2 separate regions of the Zea mays genome follow, and region 2 is linked to region 1. A link is a contact called in public Hi-C data. All regions are on one chromosome and are shown on one strand. Each heading gives the region's core, a stretch centred on a gene start, on an enhancer-like site or on the middle of the called end of the contact. The rest is flanking DNA. Distances are from core to core; before and after follow the strand shown.

Evidence for each region. A called contact is a pair of places that touch in the nucleus more often than the background predicts.
Region 2: a Hi-C map of ear shows a contact between it and region 1, with 2.0 times the contacts expected there. The contact joins the promoter of LOC103630105 here to the promoter of LOC100273984 in region 1. A contact is called at or near these places in 6 of 25 Hi-C or Micro-C datasets (bundle sheath, ear, leaf and 1 more).

The regions. Positions count from the first base shown.
Region 1 is chr6:140,540,025-140,544,719 of Zm-B73-REFERENCE-NAM-5.0, forward strand. It overlaps LOC100273984 (O-sialoglycoprotein endopeptidase), which reads left to right and starts at 2,012. Exons shown (of 4, transcript NM_001148370.1): 1 at 2,012-2,628; 2 at 4,136-4,291; 3 at 4,384-4,695. The coding sequence starts at 2,041.
Region 2 is chr6:140,726,487-140,731,181 of Zm-B73-REFERENCE-NAM-5.0, forward strand. It overlaps LOC103630105 (leucine-rich repeat extensin-like protein 4), which reads right to left and starts at 2,055. Exons shown (of 1, transcript XM_008651196.4): 1 at 124-2,055. The coding sequence starts at 1,649. The coding sequence ends at 324.

The DNA.
Region 1 (4,695 bases), core at 762-3,261:
CCTAACTTCTCTCATTAGTACCTAGACCCTTTCTAACTTATTGCTAGTCCTCTCCAAAGTTTCTAACATCAAAACATATATAACACCAAACGTAAACTTTGAAATACAGTTGATGAAGTTAGAACGAACCTATAGATTGAATTATCATGCACGTGCTCGCGTTATTAGTACCTCCATTATATGTATAGGGTGATGTGTCTGCTTGCTCAGCTGGGCAACAAGCTACCTGCATAGCAAGCGCAGCTATGAGTAAATAAAGCGATCCGGAGAAAAAGTGAACGTTGTTGAGCTCTGAAAATTCCTCCGTGTCAAACATCCCATCTTGGGATGCAGGTTTCAGGATGAACTCGGTAGCGAACGAAGTTTGACAAATTGACAATATAATAGAAACCCTTGCACGCCGGCTCCGACCAGCAAGATTGTGAAGGACACGCCCCCCCACAAGCAATTACAAGCCTGTCAAAAGAAAGAACATACTGTAGTTTGCAGCCATATATGATGTATGACGTGATTGGTTGGGCTATTAGGAAAAAAAATCAATCAATTGTAACTTCACGTTGCATCCTTAACAATTTCGTATAAATGCGCAAGACTATTTACAGGATCGGAGGTTCCCTTTTTCAAACACATCTTCCAACGGCGAGTAGTCTACCAGGCGACTTGTGGCTTCTTTCATCCGAGATCCCTGTCATCTCCCAGTCCGAATCACTCTGGTGAAGAAACTTAGGGTGTGTTTGGTTAACGGGTTGACGCGGGTTAGAACGGGTTCAACCCACAATAATTCCTGTTTGGTTCAAAAAGCTTACGAGTTAAGTTGGTTCTAGCTAACTGTATCAGCTTGTCCCCAGCAAGTTCCCTGAAAGTAAATACCGTTTCTTAGTTTTCAAAGCCCCCCATAGGGCCACAGCAACAACAAAACATATTATCTACCACAAACTTTTTTTTTCACTAAGCCACATTTGCCCTGTTGAAACAAAATCAACGCCTACACTCTTATCTAGAGCTTTAGACATACAACACGATAGCTATTTAACTACAACACACAGTCAAAGAAAGAGATGAAAAACTGATCCACAGACTCACTACAAAATAAGCAAGATTTGTCCTCTACTTTCCTTCTCAAACTCAGATTGTCACGAGTTAGTAGCTTGTTCTTAGACAACCATCACAAGAAAAAAGTGAACTCTAGGGGTATATTAAGACTCCAAACATACACCCGTATTACCTCTATGAAGTTAACGACTTTATAAAGTGTTTGAGAGTAATAAACCTCATTAGAAGTAAACTGCTAGATTAAGCAGTCTCCCTTGTGTTAGTAAAAACAATGGTACGGACCGGTTGAATCATCTCCTACCAAACAAAGATTCATTGATCAGAGTAAGTGCTGACATCATTAAGGACCTGTTTGGTTCTCAGTTAACTGTGTTATACTTAGGTTCTGTTTATTTCCTTCTAGAATTATATAATCCAGTTTATGAATTATATAAACATTTATTGATCTGCTTATGGATTATTATAACCTAGGTATATAGATTATATAATCCATCTAATAATCGGTGTTGTTTGTTTACCTCTCAATTTATTTAAGCTGTATTATATAATGTGGAGGGTAAACAAATATGGCCTTAATCTTAAAAAAAAAGTGAGATAAATTGTCACCTAAGAGGATGTTTGTTGATAGGATGTTTGTTTGAGATTATAATACATCTAGATTATATAATCCAACAGCTTTTGAACTAACAGATTATAACTCCAAACAATCAACAACTACCTTCGCACTAGATTGTTATCACAATGACGTTGCCTGATGGCCATATTCAGCAACTGTTGCATGAAAAAAAGATCGTATTTTCCACTGACCTTACATTAATTCGACCACTGTCAGTGGGCCACTGGGCTAAGTTGTTTTGAAATTATGGGCCCTAAGGCCAAAATTGGGCTGGTTTCTTGTACACTTCCACGTTCGAGGCGCGCGGCGAGCCGGGTTCTCACCAATTCGTCTTCTTCCACAAACTCCAAAACCCTAGCGCCGCCGCCGCCATGTCCTCGTCTCCGTCCCCGGCGAACCGCCGTCCCCGGGGCCCGCTTGCGCTGGGGCTGGAGTCCTCGGCGAACAAGATCGGCATCGGCGTGGTCTCCCTCTCGGGTGACATCCTCTCCAACCCGCGCCACACCTACGTGACACCGCCGGGTCATGGATTCCTTCCCCGGGAGACCGCGCAGCACCACCTCGCGCACCTCCTCCCTCTCCTCCGCGCCGCGCTCGCTGAGTCCGGTGTGGCCCCCGCTGACCTCGCATGCGTCTGCTACACTAAAGGCCCCGGCATGGGCGGCCCTCTCCAGGTCGCCGCCGCAGCCGCCCGCGCGCTCTCCCTGTTATGGAGGAAGCCTCTCGTGGCGGTCAACCACTGCGTTGCGCACATCGAGATGGGCCGCGCGGTCACTGGGGCCGTGGACCCCGTTGTACTCTACGTCTCCGGCGGAAACACGCAGGTTATCGCCTACAGCGAGGGGAGGTACAGGATCTTCGGGGAAACGATTGATATTGCCGTCGGGAACTGCCTTGACCGATTCGCCAGGGTCCTAGAGCTCTCCAATGACCCTAGCCCCGGGTATAACATCGAGCAGGTAAACTGTTCCATCAAATGCCAATTTTGTTATCCAATTGCTGTTGCTTAATGTTGTTTAATTCTAGCGATATGCACATAGATGCTGGTTTGTGTGAGTGTTTTTCTAGCATGAAGTATTGTCACCATGACGACTGCATCACATACATGTAAATGCCCTGGGTGGCAAATTGTTAGGGAAATGGTAAAAGTTATTAGTGCACCATGAGTATTTTATCATGAAAGGGTGTTTATGAGTCCTGGAGCTATCAGTGGAACTTTGGCACCTCTTGAACTTTTTACTGACCCTAGCCACTTGAATTTAATTGAAAAATTAACCTACATTACGAAATTCATAGGCAATTTAATTTATGCTGGCTGTACATTTAGTGGCTAGTTTGTTGCCTCCATCAAATAATGGAGTGTTGTACTTGTGGGCAAGATTACTTTTATACTCCCTCCGTTCCAAAATAGTAGTCGTTTTAGCTCTTGATTTTTATGTCTATATTCAAATGGATGAAGATGAATCTAGGCACAAATATAAAACGCAAACATCGACTCATCAAGTATTGTGTGAATCCAATAAATCTCTAAAACGAATTTTATTTTGGGACAGAGGGAGCATGTTTTGTTGAAACATAGCGATCATTTGATTATATTTATGTATTGAACTATATAATATGCTGGGCAGATCTTATGTAGGACTAGTTTTGTGTGACATTGCTTGCATAATGAAGGTCACCATAGATTTATTCAGTCTATGCAATCACTTATGTTTCCTTGTTTTCTTTTAAACTAACACATTTAGGTAGCCAAACACTATCTTACTCTTATTTTGCCAACTCATACAATCAGCCAACAGAACTTATCTTTTTACATACAGCTGAAGAACATTTATTGTATCACGGCCAGGTCAAATGTATCCAATGGGTTGTTTGGTCGTTTAAGCACTTTGACCAGTATGGGGTCATAATTAGCTTCATTCTATATATGTTCCTTTTTCTCAAACCTTTATTCGAATATTGAGACTAAATTTAGCTGACTGTCTGAAGTAGGGCTGCATGTGTTGAATGGTGTTTGGTTGGCTGTATGTGCTAAATTATTTGAGTGGTCGTGTAGATGGATGGACAATAAGCTTTTGAGCCCTGGAAGCCTTCACATTTTATCCCTGGATACATAGGGCTTGAGCTTATAGGATAATCCCAGGAAGTCCCCATTTGATTGGCCTATGTTAAGATTGAACTTCGACACTATTATTAACATTGTTGACACTATGGATTAGTCTGTGTGAATCATTCAAGAGAGTACTTCTGAAGTAGTTCCACATGGTATTGTTATCTACCATTCTACCTTCATCATTGTATTAGCTGTCACCATTAGCATTTTTCTTTCTTTCTTTTTTGTTTTGTTTTTGAAGACATTTTCACTTTGAAGCTTGAACAGATTTATGTTTTTGTACAACATGGCACATTCTTTTCTCATCCTTGAGTTTGGTTTCTTAATTTACCGTATTTATTTTCCTTGTCCAGCTTGCAAAGAAGGGAGAAAAATTCATTGATGTCCCTTATGTTGTGAAGGGTATGGATGTGTCATTCAGTGGCATATTGAGCTTTATTGAAGCTGCGGCGATTGAAAAGCTTAAAAATAATGAGTGCACACCTGCGGACCTATGCTACTCATTGCAGGTACTTGCATGCTCTTAAACTTTCCCCCCTTGTGGATAATAATTGGTTATGCTTTCTTGACAGTGACACTGATGAAAGTCCTAATTTCTCAGGAAACTATCTTTGCCATGCTTGTCGAAATTACTGAACGTGCCATGGCACACTGTGATTCAAAGGACGTTCTTATTGTTGGTGGCGTCGGTTGCAACGAACGTTTACAGGAGATGATGAAGATTATGTGCTCAGAAAGAGGGGGTAGGCTGTTTGCAACTGATGACCGCTATTGTATAGACAATGGGGCAATGATTGCATATACTGGTTTACTGGCGTATGCACATGGCATGACCACTCCCCTTGAGGAGTCGACATTTACACAAAGATTCCGAACTGATGAAGTTCATGCAATTTGGAGAGAGAAGGAGATG
Region 2 (4,695 bases), core at 805-3,304, 190 kb after region 1:
AGGACAACCTCACATCATCACCATTTCCCCGAGTCCCAATCCCGCCTATCGTCAAATGCTTGGTTGCAGGCTTGCAGCTGGCCGCCCAGTTCGTCAGCGACAGACGAGCAGTGCGCCAAAATGTTGATCAAACAAGCATACACTATGGCGAAATTATACTACAGTAGCAGGAGTATTAACCAGCCGAGAACCAACCAATGTTCACCCATTACCATCGATGCGTACGTTACGCCGAGCCGAATGGAAGGTAATTGCCGCCCAAAAGGAAGAAGAGAAAGAAAAAAAAAAAGAAAACCAAACAAAGGTGCAGTGCCCCCGGCAGCTCACGGCACGGTGACGGTGACCACGCCTCCAGCGGCAGCGCCTGGCAACCCGAACGGCAGCCCCCCGATGCCCACTCCGACGCCCACGCCAATAGTGACGCCCGCGTCGCCACACCCGGCTGGCCGCGCCCCGGGGATGCGGAGGCAGCTGAGGCCGCCTTCCCCCGGGAACTCGTCGCACTCGGGCTGCGGCCGCTGCATGTCCCGCCCGGGCACGCAGTTGCCCACGAAGTCGAACACGCCGCGGCTCCCCAGCTGCCGGTCGCAGCGCTGGCTGATCCCGGAGAAGAAGTTGAAGGACACGGACAGGTTGGTGATCCGGCGCAGGTCGCACAGCAGGTCCGGGAGCTCGCCCGTGAGCTGGTTGTGCGCGAGGTTGAGCACCTCGATCCCCGACAGGCACGAGAGCGTCCCCGGGAGGTGTCCCGACAGCGCGTTGTAGCTGAGGTCCAGCACCTGCATGCTGGGGAGGAAGCCCAGCGCCTCGGGCACGCAGCCGGTCAGGTTGTTGTTCAGGAACAGCACCTCGCGGACCCGGCCACCGGCCCCGGCCCCGGCGCCGGCGCCGAACTCGTAGGCCGCCGGGACGGCGCCGGTGAAGTGGTTGTTGGCCAGCGTGATGACCGTGGCGGGCGACGCCCACAGCGTGTCCGGGATCTGGCCCTCGAACTGGTTGTCGTTGAGGAACACGGCGTCCAGCTCCTTGGCGAACACCTCGGGCGGGACCTCCCCGGAGAAGGCGTTGAAGCGGAGGTCCAGGTACACCAGCGACGGGATGAGCAGCGTGGACGCCGGGAACGGGCCCGAGAAGAGGTTGTTGCTCAGGTCCAGCTCCGTCAGGTACTGCAGGTCCCGGAGCGTGTCGGGGACGGCGCCCCCGAGCCGGTTGCTGTTGAGGTGGAGGAAGGTGAGGTGCGCCAGGAGGGACACCGCGTCGGGGAGCGTGCCCCTGAGGTTGGCGCGGTTGAGGTCGATGCCCGCGACTACCGTCGACGCGCCGGCGGCCGCGGCGCCGTCGGGCGGCGCGGAGCAGTACACGCCCTTGTAGGCGCACACATTGGCGCCCTGCCACGACGCGAGCGCTCCCTTGGGGTCGTCGGTGACGGCCACCTTCAGCGCCTGCAGCGCCGCGTACTCCTGGCTCCGCGGGCCCGAGGCGGCGGCGGCGGCGGCGGCGGCGGCGTCAGGGCTAGGCGGCGGCGAGCCGTTAATCCAGGCGGCAATGGCGGGGCCCAGGCCGAGCTGGGAGGTCGCGGCGGGGGATAGCAGCAGCAGGAACACGGCGGCGGCGACACGGGCAGAGAAAGGTGGCCACCGCCTGGTCATGGCTTCCTGTACCTGTGACCTTAGACGGCGGTTAAAGCTCCTCTCTTTTCGGCTGTGAGATCTGAGGAGAGTGATTGTTGTGAGAGAGAACGGGACGGTGGGGGGTGTGGCCGGAGCAGAAAGGTGATCAGCTCAGCTCGGCTGGTAACACATTGATTGATCTCCTGCCTTCTCTCTGACTGTGTGGTGTTTGCTCCTCCCTCCCTCACTCTCTCTCTCTCTTGCCACTGATGAAAACACAGCTGGAAGTGGGACGTGATGGGTGTAGGACTGCCTGACTGATGGCGTTCCTTCAGCATTGACAGCATTGCTGTGTGTCCTGTACTCCTGTACTCGTAGTACTAGGGCCGTGTTCTAGTCCCCGGTGTAAAACCTTGCAAGTGCATGAAAACGGGTTAGCGAATTTATATAGCCTCATATTTCAGAACAGAACATATGGTGAAGGTGCAAGAGTTGTTTTTTTTTTGCTTATTTTATTTACGTACGTACCTGACTGTTTTCGACAAGGTGTGAAGGTGCCAATTCCGCTGACATTCTCACATACGTCAAGACTTGATGAGGCTAACCTTGTATTGGACCGACAACCTTGATCGCAATAAAACACGTTCTTGATTCTCAATGCCATTCCGGCGTGACCGTCTAGGGCCTGCCTGATGATACAGGCTAACAGGCATTTTGTTCACTACTGTTCACAGAAACAATCACTCACAAACGAAACCTATCCTATGCTCATGACGCTTTCGGACACAAATATATAAATCTATTCTGGACTTTCCATTTCACGCACTCATGATCTAGGAACAGAGAAACCACCCCTCTCTCTCTACCTCTTCCCCCATGGGCGCCCAACCGCCTCCCCCTCCCCTCTCCCGTGCATCCATGATCAAGGAAGAGAGAAACCACCCCTCCCTCTTCCTCCTCTCCCACTATCTTCTTGCCCTCGCTTGGATCACTGGAGAGCTGCGGTTGCCGCCGTTCGTCGTGCTCGTAGTAAGCCTCCTCCCCGGGACGCCCCCCGGAGTGGCGCCCCTGCCCGCCTCGGCGCGCCCTCCCCTCGCGCGGCCTCGGGCCCCCGGCGGCGGCCCCCTAGCGAGACTCCCTAGCGCGGCCCCTCCGCCCCCCCCCCCCACGCGGTAGCACTCGGTGTGCGGCCCTTCGGGTGGCAGCCCCGTGCACACGGCCCCTGCCCCGTGCGCGTCGATGCTCCTGCGCGCAGCCTCGTCGCTGTTGTGGCGTAGCTCCAGCGCGCGTGTGCCTTCGGCACATTTCGCGCTCGTCGTTTGCCGTTTCGCGCACGTCATAACACTATAAATTTCTCTTGGGTCATGCGTCGTCTCGCGCGCTTTGCCGCGCGACGACATTTTGATCCACCTAGGGTCGCATATGATAATTAAAGTGCATGATTAATCGAGTACAGAACTAATCAGGACCTAATGTCAATTTTACTTACGTGTTGCATGAATATCAATTAATATAATTATGCTGAGATAAATATTTTAGTCCACAGCCGCTTAACGTAATCGCTATGTCTCTCGGCCGTAGTTTTGACCGTCGTAGTTTCTTTGCTCGCGTAGTCGTAAATGCGAGCTCTGCGCCACGTGTCTGTTTAATTGATCTGTTCAATTGTGTGGGGTATTGTTTTCTTCTATGTTAAGAATATGGAATGTATGTTTGCACACCTGTTATATTGGTGGCAACCAAACAAAGTACGTAATTAGTTGCTCCACCACTAGGGGTGAAAATGGGCAGATACGGACGGATAGTAGCTCATCCTTTATCCTACACTAATGTATTTAAAACGGATTCAGGATCGGATATGGATAGTTCAAAACGGGACGGATACGAATACAGGGACCGGATATTTATCCGGGCGGATAAGTGACGGATACGGATATAATTTGATCGGATATCGGATACTTGTCGGATAATGCATTAATTGGTTATCATAAAATATTCTTGTTCGACCACGAAATTGCAAGTAAATTATCAATAATAATAAACATTTAATAGAAGATAATCTCAAGTTCCCACATAAAAATGGTAAAATGAAGTATTGATTATGTTGAAACTTGGATACTAGAGTGATTTCACGTATAACTCACGCAATAAGTGAAAATAAAATAGAAGAAACGTTGACATCCTGTGGATTTTATGGTCCCATTATTTTTTATGACTATATGTGCCATATGTTGTACCTTAGTATAATTTCATGGATTTCTAAGGTTATTTGTACATTATTAATTTCTTTCTACATAAAATCATCAAAATATAATTAAAATTCATAAAATACACTAGTTTTAACCCAAAATTGCAAAAAAACTTACCAAAACAAATAAACATTCTATTCAAATATAACCTCAAGTCACCACATGAAAATGATAAGTGAAATATTGATTATGTTAAAACTTCGATACATAAAATGATTTCACGTGTAACTCACACAATAAGTGGGAGTGGAATGGAAGAAACACCAACATCTTGTGAATTTTATAGTCCAAATGTTTTTGATAACTATATGTGGATATATGTTGTGTCCCCGTAAAAATTCATAAATTTTTAGGCTATTTGGTGTATTATTAATTTCTTGTTGTAGAAAATCATCAAAATACAATTAAATTCATAAAAATATTGTAGCGTCGACTCAAAATTGCAAATAAGTCACCAATATTAATAAATAGTTTATAAAAAGATAATCTTAAGTTTCCACATGGAGATAATCTTAAGTCACCACATGAAAATGATAAACTCTATTTTTTTGATATAAATTTAGACATTATTTCAATGATTTTGGCCTAAAAATATGTTTAAATGAAAATGTGATGTACTACAAAGTTGTAGATCTCTTCGAGCTCTACAATTTTCATATAAACTTTATCTTCATCCGATTTCATATGTAGAAGTTATAATTTTATAACTATATTAATATGCAGAAAAAGAAAAAACGGGTACCCGAATTCTGGGTACCCGTATCCGACCCGAATATCCGGGTATTTACCGGGTAGTACTCGCTTCGTATCCGACCCGAATCCAAAGATGCACTATCCGG